2 separate regions of the Sus scrofa genome follow, and region 2 is linked to region 1. Evidence: chromatin contacts called from public HiChIP or PLAC-seq data. All regions are on one chromosome and are shown on one strand. Each heading gives the region's core, a stretch centred on a gene start, on an enhancer-like site or on the middle of the called end of the contact. The rest is flanking DNA. Distances are from core to core; before and after follow the strand shown. Region 1 has its middle 130 kb from the start of KRR1. Region 2 has its middle 240 kb from the start of KRR1.

Region 1 (4,460 bases), core at 1,519-4,018:
TCTCCCACAATGCCACAAACAGGTGTTTGCCCCATACCCTCAGTGGCTCCGCTATTGTATGTACATAGAACTAGAGCTAATAGAACAAAAAGAAAGTCTAAATGAATACATAGCAAAAGTCTGGAACTTAAACGGTAAATACCTCAGAAGCATGTCCTCCTCTGATTTTCAAGAGGAAATGAGGGAAAGGTGTCTGAACTGCCCTTAATACCAGAAACTGTGTAACTCTTCATTCCTGCCCCTAACATGCTGGCCACTCAGTAGCTTTTTCTGAAATAATGGTTTACAATTGCAGACAGTCCAGCAGTAATGTTAGGGACCACAGACTCTGCTGACACTTTTCAGATGTTTTCCTTTTGATAAATTCCTTTTATTTCCTCCATTAAGTTTATTGTTCTGGTGTTACTTCCCCTTCTTCCAGGAGTCTGAAAATTCTCCTGCAAGCCTACATCAGAATCAGATCCATATGCTGATCCCCATGCTCTCCAATTACACAGGGATGTATACCCTAGAATACTCTCAGACTTATGGGGCCTGGGAGATTCAAGGCCAAAACCAGCAAGAGCTGGATAAAACAGGACTAATATTAAGGTCCCCTAAATCATGGAGATTATTCCAAGTACCCAAAAGAGTCTCTTTGTATAACTGGGAAAAAACAGAAATGGTTTCTGATCTACAAAATATAAAAATGCGGGAGGGATATTATTGTTAATCTTCTACATTATGACCTTCCTTTTTCTAATAAGAATTGGGGGCAAACTTGTCATCAAATGACTTTTTCAAAGAGGCAGAGTGTCATAAGGGAACAGAATGAACAGAAGTGGTACAAAGCCAAATACAATCAACAACCAGCTTTGTGACTTTTGGCAAGTTACTTCATCTCTCTGACCCTTATATTCCTTTGCTATAAGAAGGGGCTATTGTTACCTGCATTTTGATATGTTGTACGGACTAGAAATAGTCTATAAAAAACACAGCACAGTGGCTGGTACTGAGCAGACAGTCAACAATCATTATACTGACTATAATTTTCAAAGTAAACTAGTCAAAACACCTGGGAACCAAGCTATGCTTCTAGATGATTATATGAACCTAAGAGATTTTCTTTCACAGAAAATTCCTGTAATTTTATATACTGCTTGTGAATCAAGTTATACATCAAGGACAATATATTTAAATGAATCCTGTTCCAGATTAAAAATAAATTCTAATAACTTGTCTCAAAAGAGAAACAATCAAGATTCCCATTAAGACAAATTGAGTACCACAAAAGGATACAGAGCTAGACAAAAGAAGATACTACCAGTCTTTTCATGAGTATGTGACTCATTTTCAACTCAAAGATGGTATACAGGAAATAAATGCTCATTTACCCACTAGGCTGCCCAGAGCCCACAGGAATAGAGACTACACCCCACTCCTTTTTTGCATATTCAGGAAAATATTATGTCCTTCCTACTGGACTCAGGCCCATTTTTTTCAGGTGTAACTTGTAAAAGCAACACTGAAAAAGTGGCATTCTGGAGCACATTCAAAGTCCATTAAGACGGCACATCCACTTGGATTCCTCTTTAACCTTCGGGCCTCAGGATGGCCTCCCAACCATGCAAGAGCAGAGGGCCAAAAACATCAGAAAAAGAATATGAGATTTCAAAAATATCTGAAAAGGACAGTTGTGTTTTTCAAGAAGCCTTTCCCTCAGTGGCTTTAGCTTTTGCATATAGCCCAGAAGTAGCTGATAAACTGAGGTTCTCTGACTTCGCAGCCTGATGGATATAATTTTCATACTGTACTTGGGGAGATAATGTATGCAGTGTATTGGACAGTTGTTTCTGTTATCAAGCAGCCGTGTTCTCTCATTTCACTAACAAATGTGCAGACAAACGTACATTGTGGCAAATGCAAGGAAATCTCCAGCCTGTGTTTGAAACTTAAGCCTCCCCATTCTTTAGAGCGTAGCATGATTCAGACAATAGAGATCCTTGGTACCAGCATTACCCTTCCTCTGCTGACTCCTTTAAGACTCTGGCACATGACGATAGTTAATATGCTTCAGTGTAGGAATAAATTCTGATGGCAGACAGACGATTACTGTGGAGGAATTGTCATAATAGCTGTCTCATTAAAAAAAAAAAGTTTCACTGTAAATTTAAAATATGTGAAATGGACACCTATACTATACCCCAAATCCTCTTCTTGTAAAGTAGAGGGCTAATAAATATTTATCAATCAATCAATAAAAGGAAGAAGTATTTTCTGTGGATTTTGATGCCTTTCTGGAGAAATGACCTCAATCTTAGCTCATTCCTTTAAGATGAGAATGTTTAGACACAGAGTCATTATAAGCTACTAACGTCATAAAGTTAAGATCAGATTTAGGGATTCTACACTTTTCCTGTCCCTTCATACAATTCTGCTCTACTTTCTGGAAAAAAAGAAAAATCCTCTCTTCCTGAGTTTCCACCAATGAAATATTTACAGACTGATGGGCTCTTTAGTCATCACTGAGCAGAGCTGCAATCTTTTCGTCATTTCTCGGAAGTCATTTTCTCCATCTGCTTAATCATTTCATGTACTTCTGACTCCACCCCACGTGCTCACATCTCCAAGACAGAAGATTCCAAAAATGGAAAATAGCCCTTCAAGGAACCAAAGGGAGGCCTGGCAACATGTGTCCTTTGATAACAGAACATGTCCTCACATGTGACTCCGTGTTCAGCTGCGGAATTCTTTCTCTCTCACCGCGCAGGCAAGCTGCAGTCTCCATCAGCGCTCCGGGGGTGGCGCTGTCGCATAGGAGAAAGCGCACTGCTTTTGATGCCTGGCACACCTGGGTGCAAATCTTGGCTTCCCAATTTACTACCTACATGACCAGAATCAAGTTGTTTAACCTCTCTAAATCTCAGGTTCTTTGTCAGAAATAGTTTCAGGAAATACCTGCTACCTCATAGGACTCTGGCAATTAATATTTGTAATTAGTAATTAGTTAATATATGTAAACGGCCTGTATAATGTGTATAGAGGTCTATGTACATACCTGTATATACCTGTATATGTAACAAGTATGTACAACATTCCCATCAGCCCCCAAATCCAAGAGTTAAACCAATTTCTATCTCTTACCACACTTGATTTACCAGAAATTTTTGTCCACTCCTCTTCCATTTTCCTGAACTCATCCATTTCCCTCCAGTGATCTAAGTCACCTTTGGGCCAGCTACCACCTGATCTGAACCACAAGTGTTTCTTACCAGGACAGTGGAATCGCCGGCTTTCTAACTCATTGCTTTGCTTTCATTTTTGCCTCCTAAAATCTGTTCTTTACACAGCAGTGATGTCATCCTTTTAAAAGATTAATTAGATGAGGCTGCTTTTCATAAAACTCAACATGGGGTTCCCATTACACTTGGGGGAAAAAAAGAACCAACAACCCCAAATCCTTTGCAGGCCTAAAGACCCTATGTGATCTAGCCTTGCCTGTGTGTCTGAAGTTATAGTTATCCCCTTCCACTCTTCCATCGTTCACACTGCTTTTAGCCACATAGGTCATTTTGTGTTTCAGGAACTCACTAAGCTTCTTCTGTTTCCAGGACCTTTGCCCTTGCCATTTCTTAAGCCTGAATGTTCTTCCTGCAGATCCTCAGGTCCTTATTTGTCTGGTTCCTTCTCATCATTCAGGTCTAAGGCTGCTTGTCACCAAAAAGCCTCCTCTGATAGCCAAGTCTCATCTTGTCTTTCCCTCAGACCCCAATGCAATTACTCTCTAGCACATTACTCTGTCTTTTCTTTATACCACCCAACACCATCTTTGTTTACTTATAGAATGTCTGTCTCCCCCAAAGGAATGTCAGCCTTGTGAATATAGGATCTTTGTCTACCTTGTTTAGCTCTAGATTGTCACCTTCTGAAACAGGGCTTGGTGGGAAGTAGACACTCAATAAGTATTTGACAAATGAATGAATTAGTGTTTTTAAGCCTGTCCTGGGAGAACTGAGCTCTGTCACACTTTTCATAAACATGAAATCAGCAAACAAGATAATGAAGTCTTAAGACGTTCTCACAAAAGCTTAAAATCTAGGTCCTAAATTTTACAAGGTTGGAAAATTCTGGAGCATTATAAAGTTGTTCAGAACACAGAGCATATTTTAATCTTAGCTCTGTACTTTCTATTTGTGTGACCTTGGACATATTACTTAACATACTAAAACTGGTTTCCTTATTTAAAAAAATAAGGATAATAACACATACATTAGAGGGTTTTGTGAGGATTAAATGAGCTAAGCTTTTAGCCTAGTTCCTGGAACACTGTGCAACTTAATAAATGGTGGTTATTATTATTATGGTTATTGTTATTATGGCAATTAATTCTGGCACCATGCTTTATAGAGGACATTGACAAATTGGAGCTTATCCAGAGGAGAACAAACAATCTTGTGAAGGGTCTGGAAACCACAACTTGT
Region 2 (4,540 bases), core at 303-2,802, 100 kb after region 1:
CACAACAATGTTGTTATGATTATGCTCTGTTTCTTGTATAAACAAGGAACCAGGTTTGGGGTGATTCTCCAGGCCAGGATATGATTTACTGACTTTGAATGCACACAAGCCTGAAGTGAACAAATTAGCCATGGGAAAATATAGCCTTATTTTCTTAACAATTATAATGCTTACTTGAGAAATAACTGAAAGATACCAATGCCACACTGAAATAAAATTAATCTACATTGAGGGTGATACCTGGCAATTCTCCATTCTCCACAAAATCATTCCTATCCTGGGGAATACCCAAGGAAAGAACACTGAAACATTTCAGGAAGCCAAAAGAAAACACTGTTCAACTATAGTTGAATTTTTAAAAATTAAAAAAAGAGAAATTCATAGGTGAGAAATCAGAAAGAAAGGAAGAAAACACTGCAAATCAGAAAAAAAGCAATCTGGGTTGAAAAGCTTATAAAAAATAAAAACATAATAAAAATAATTAAAAACAATAAAATTAAAAATAATAAAGTTTTAAAATTAAAAAATTAAATAAAAATAAAAAGCATAAAAAATGTGATTTGCAAAATTTAACACCAAAGGTAGAGGGGAAATTTAATAATTCTTGCCTACTTTTGAGAATAATTTTTTTAAAATATATACAGAAAGAGGGAAATCCTGCATTTCTTAGCTAATTCCAAGCACACAGGTATGAATCAGTATCTGTTAAAATTAGGTCAGCTGCAAATGACAGAAATGACAAAATAAGTGACGGAAGTGTATTTCTCACATAAACAGAGTCTGGAAGAAGACAAACCATGGCTACAAAGCAGTGTCTGGCTTACACTTTAGTTTCCAACATGGCTGCTTAAGCTCCAGACATCATGTCTACGCTCTCTCAGCAGAAAAAAAGATAGTGCAAAGAAGAAGGCATGCAACTTCCCTTTAGGAATAGATCTTAGAAACTGCACATAACACCTCAGCTAACATTCCATTGGCCAGTCACATGGTCATAGCAGATCAAAAGGGAAACCAGAAATTGTAGTCCTGTTTCCAGATAGCCAAATGTCCCACTAAAAACTGTGGTTTCTGTAACCAAAGAAGAGGAGAAATGGATATTAGGGGGCAGCTAGCAAACTTTGCCCCAGAAATTCCCAGGGAATTGCCTTAGAGATAAAGAACAGCCTCCTTAAGACCCTACCTGATAAGGTCTACTGAAGGCTGGAGTCATTTATACAAGGATGCAGTGTCTCCATCTTTAACTGTTTCTAAGAAAAGATAAGTAAAAACCCCTTCTTTCTAGAGTTTTGTAGCAGGCAGTGGATGTGGGTCTTGAAAGTCTCCATCCAGTCTCTATGACCCTAAAGCCATTGTTTTCTCTAGATTATGCCCCTTTACTCTTCTACTTAAAACCAACCATCCAGCGCCTCTGTATTGCCCACAAGATAAACAGCAAGCCCCCTGGAATGGTGTTCTAAGTCACTCCTATTTTACGCGGCCCCCACGCCACTTACTTCCTCACAAATTTTATTCAAGCAACACCAAACTACTTCCGTATTTCTGAAGATACCATGATGTTTCAAGTTTCTGTTCATTTACTCAGTAAATATATGCTGATCATCTGACATGTGCCCTCAAACCTAGTAGCAAGCAGGAAGGCTAGAGTGTATCTAATATTTAAATAATATTAGCAGCAAATGCTGATTGAGTGTTCAGGATATTCTGAGTACTGTGCTAGGTACTTTACATATATTATTGGATAATTGCTTAGAATACTCTTATGCTGTAGACTCTATTTATCCTCATTTTATAGATGAATAAACTAAGGCAGAGGAAGTTTAAGTAAGTTGCAGGAGATCATAGAGCTCATAAGTTGAAGAACTAAGTTTGTCTGATTCCAGGGTTGCTCAAGCTTATGATCACAAACTACTTTGCACTGTCAGTTTCCTCTGCCTGAAATGTTCACCCACCTTCCTTCCCCTCCTCCATTCTTTTTATAGGCTCCTATTGGTCCTATAAAACAATCCCCAATTATCACCTCCTCTAAGAAGCCCCCCTTAACTTCCTTGGACACTAAATCATTCCATTTCTGACCAACACTATACTTGGACATGCTTGCTTTTTCACCCATAAATCCAACTCTGCCTCATCCCCACTACACAGAGAAAGCATCACAAATTGATGTTAAAAAGGATTATTCAATAAGCAGTTTACCCATTTGGAGGAAAAGTCAATCTAGATATCAAATCAGAACATAAACCAAAATAAAGACATAGGGGTTAAAGCATTAAAGTTTGTTTTTCTTTCAAAAAAAAATTCAAACATGAAAGGGCTAAAATAAGAACAAATATTTATCAACATCGTGAAGGGAAAGGACCATCTAAGTTTCAAAAGAATGAAAGTCATCATATAGGAAAAGATCAATGTATTTTACTACATAAACTTACCTCTCCAAAATGTCTGATGTTGAAATATAGTCAAAATTACAAAGAATCTTTTTAAAATTGGGAAAATATATATGCCTCAAATGTGATAGGAAGAAACTTTCTATTGTATGTGAGATAACAAATAATACTACTGTGATCCACCTCAGTGCCATGCAGCAACATGACTGAATCCCACAAACAAAATGCTGAACAAAACAAGCCAATCACAAGAGCTCAGAGTAGGATTCCACTTATGTAAATTTCAAAAACAGGCACAAGTGAAATCAATTGTTCATGAGTGTCCACATAGAAATATTAAGAAAAGCAAGGGAATGGTTAATCAAAGTCAGGATCATGTTTACCAAGGATTAGGGTGCATAGGACAAGGGGGAGAAGAAGGTGATGGTCAAAGGGGCATGTGGTCTTGGAGTCTTTACAAGCCATTTTTAACTTGAGCCATAGTTGTATGGGAGCTCACTGCATAATTATTCTTTAAACGTTACATATGTTTTCCATAGATACAATACATATTTTGCAACAAGAAAGGGAGCAGGATCTCCAAAGATGAATGGGAAAAGGATGGGCTAGAGAAAAACCCCACAAAAAGAGGATATACAAATGACTACTCATCTTAATGGGAAAATATCTGGCTTACTGGGAATCAAAGACATGCAATTTTTCAAACAATACAATGCTGTTTTCTGCCCACATTTTATTTTTGTCTTTCATTTTTATGCCGAGGATAATGTGGTGAAAAGGGTACCCTCAAACACCACTAGAGGAAGTGAAAACAATCTGGCATGTGTGTCAAGGATCAAAACTGGTCTTTAACTTTTAACCCACAAATTCCACCTCGGGGGTATCTATGAGGAAAGAGCCATAAACTGGAGAGGAAAAATAAATAAACATTGGAGAATGACAGCTAATAAATTTTTAAATGCTATTCTTCTCAAGTTTAAAAGGGAAAAAGTAAATAACTACAGAAGTGATAGAACATCAGATAAAAACCTGCAATAAGCTGGATACTAAACTGTATATATTTTTTAGCACATCTCCATAAAAGTATGTAAATCTTTTACCTAGAGGAGAAAAAAAACTGGAAGGAAATATACTAAAATGTTAACTGTGGTTTTTTTCTAAGTGGGAGTTATGGTACATTTTATTTTTCTGTCTCTTTTTTTTTAAAATTACATTGAATGTTTTAAAATTTTTACAATTAAAAATATATCATATATAACTTCCTTCTATCCTCTCTCTCCTTTCATTTAGTCAAGGCTCTTTAAGGTACTAATCCTGACCCAACAGTAGTAAACTAAACTTTATATTAGCCAGAATTCTGGTTTTGCAATACTCAAGTCAAATCAATTTTTTTTCCTTAACATTAGCTCTGTCTTGATTTACACCTACATTCCAGCCTCTGATTCAAAGCTTTATTGCCCCAGACTCCCTGTTCATTTTTGCTTTTCTAACTTGGTTTTGAGCTGGTCTGACTGTCAATTTTTTTTTTGCTTTTCAGGGCCACACCTGTGGCATATGGAATTTCCCAGACTAGGGGTTGAATCAGAACTGCAGCTGCCGGCCTACACCACAGCCACAGCAATGTGGGATCTGAGCCGCATCTGTGACTCCATTTACCTTAATATGTTATAATGGTTAACAGCACAGAACTTAGATTCAAAGAAACTTGAGTTTGAATCCTAGACCTACCACTCAGCTGTTAAGTGACCTTGAGCAAGTTACTTATTTCCTTTATGTCATTTGTTTCCTAAAAATACAGGTAATAATGATACTTAGCTTAAAGCTGGTAAAAATTAAATGGGACGAAGGTGGTCAAAAGGTACAAACTTCCAGTCATAAGACAAACAAGTCCTGGGGGTGTAATACATAGCACAGTGACTATGTTGACTCTGGGTAGCAATATTGTATTGCATATTTAAAAGTTGCTAAGAGAGATCTTAAAAGTCCTTGTCACAAGAAAAAAAAATTGTAACTACACGTGGTGATGGATGTTAATTTATTATTATAAACATTATATACATATATCAAATAATAATGCTGTACACCTAAAATTAATGCAGTGTTATATACCAGTTATATCTCAATTTTTATAGTTAAAATGATCAAATGAGATGATC

What was found. HiChIP or PLAC-seq counts read pairs in DNA pulled down with a chosen protein or histone mark.
Region 2: a contact with region 1 is called in an H3K27ac HiChIP or PLAC-seq map of alveolar macrophages. The contact joins two enhancer-like sites. A contact is called at or near these places in 2 of 47 Hi-C or Micro-C datasets (embryonic fibroblasts and retroperitoneal adipose tissue) and 1 of 2 datasets of contacts at active chromatin or transcription factors (alveolar macrophages).

Annotation. Positions count from the first base shown.
Region 1 is chr5:38,950,988-38,955,447 of Sscrofa11.1, forward strand. No RefSeq gene overlaps it. Among named protein-coding and RNA genes, the nearest start is that of KRR1, 130 kb to the left of the region's middle. Within about 2 kb of position 2,769, at least 21 of the 83 cell types and tissues checked have an H3K27ac peak or open chromatin away from gene starts, as enhancers often do. A contact at or near this core is called in alveolar macrophages, where this site is marked.
Region 2 is chr5:39,055,754-39,060,293 of Sscrofa11.1, forward strand. No RefSeq gene overlaps it. Among named protein-coding and RNA genes, the nearest start is that of KRR1, 240 kb to the left of the region's middle. Within about 2 kb of position 1,553, at least 1 of the 83 cell types and tissues checked has an H3K27ac peak or open chromatin away from gene starts, as enhancers often do. A contact at or near this core is called in alveolar macrophages, where this site is marked.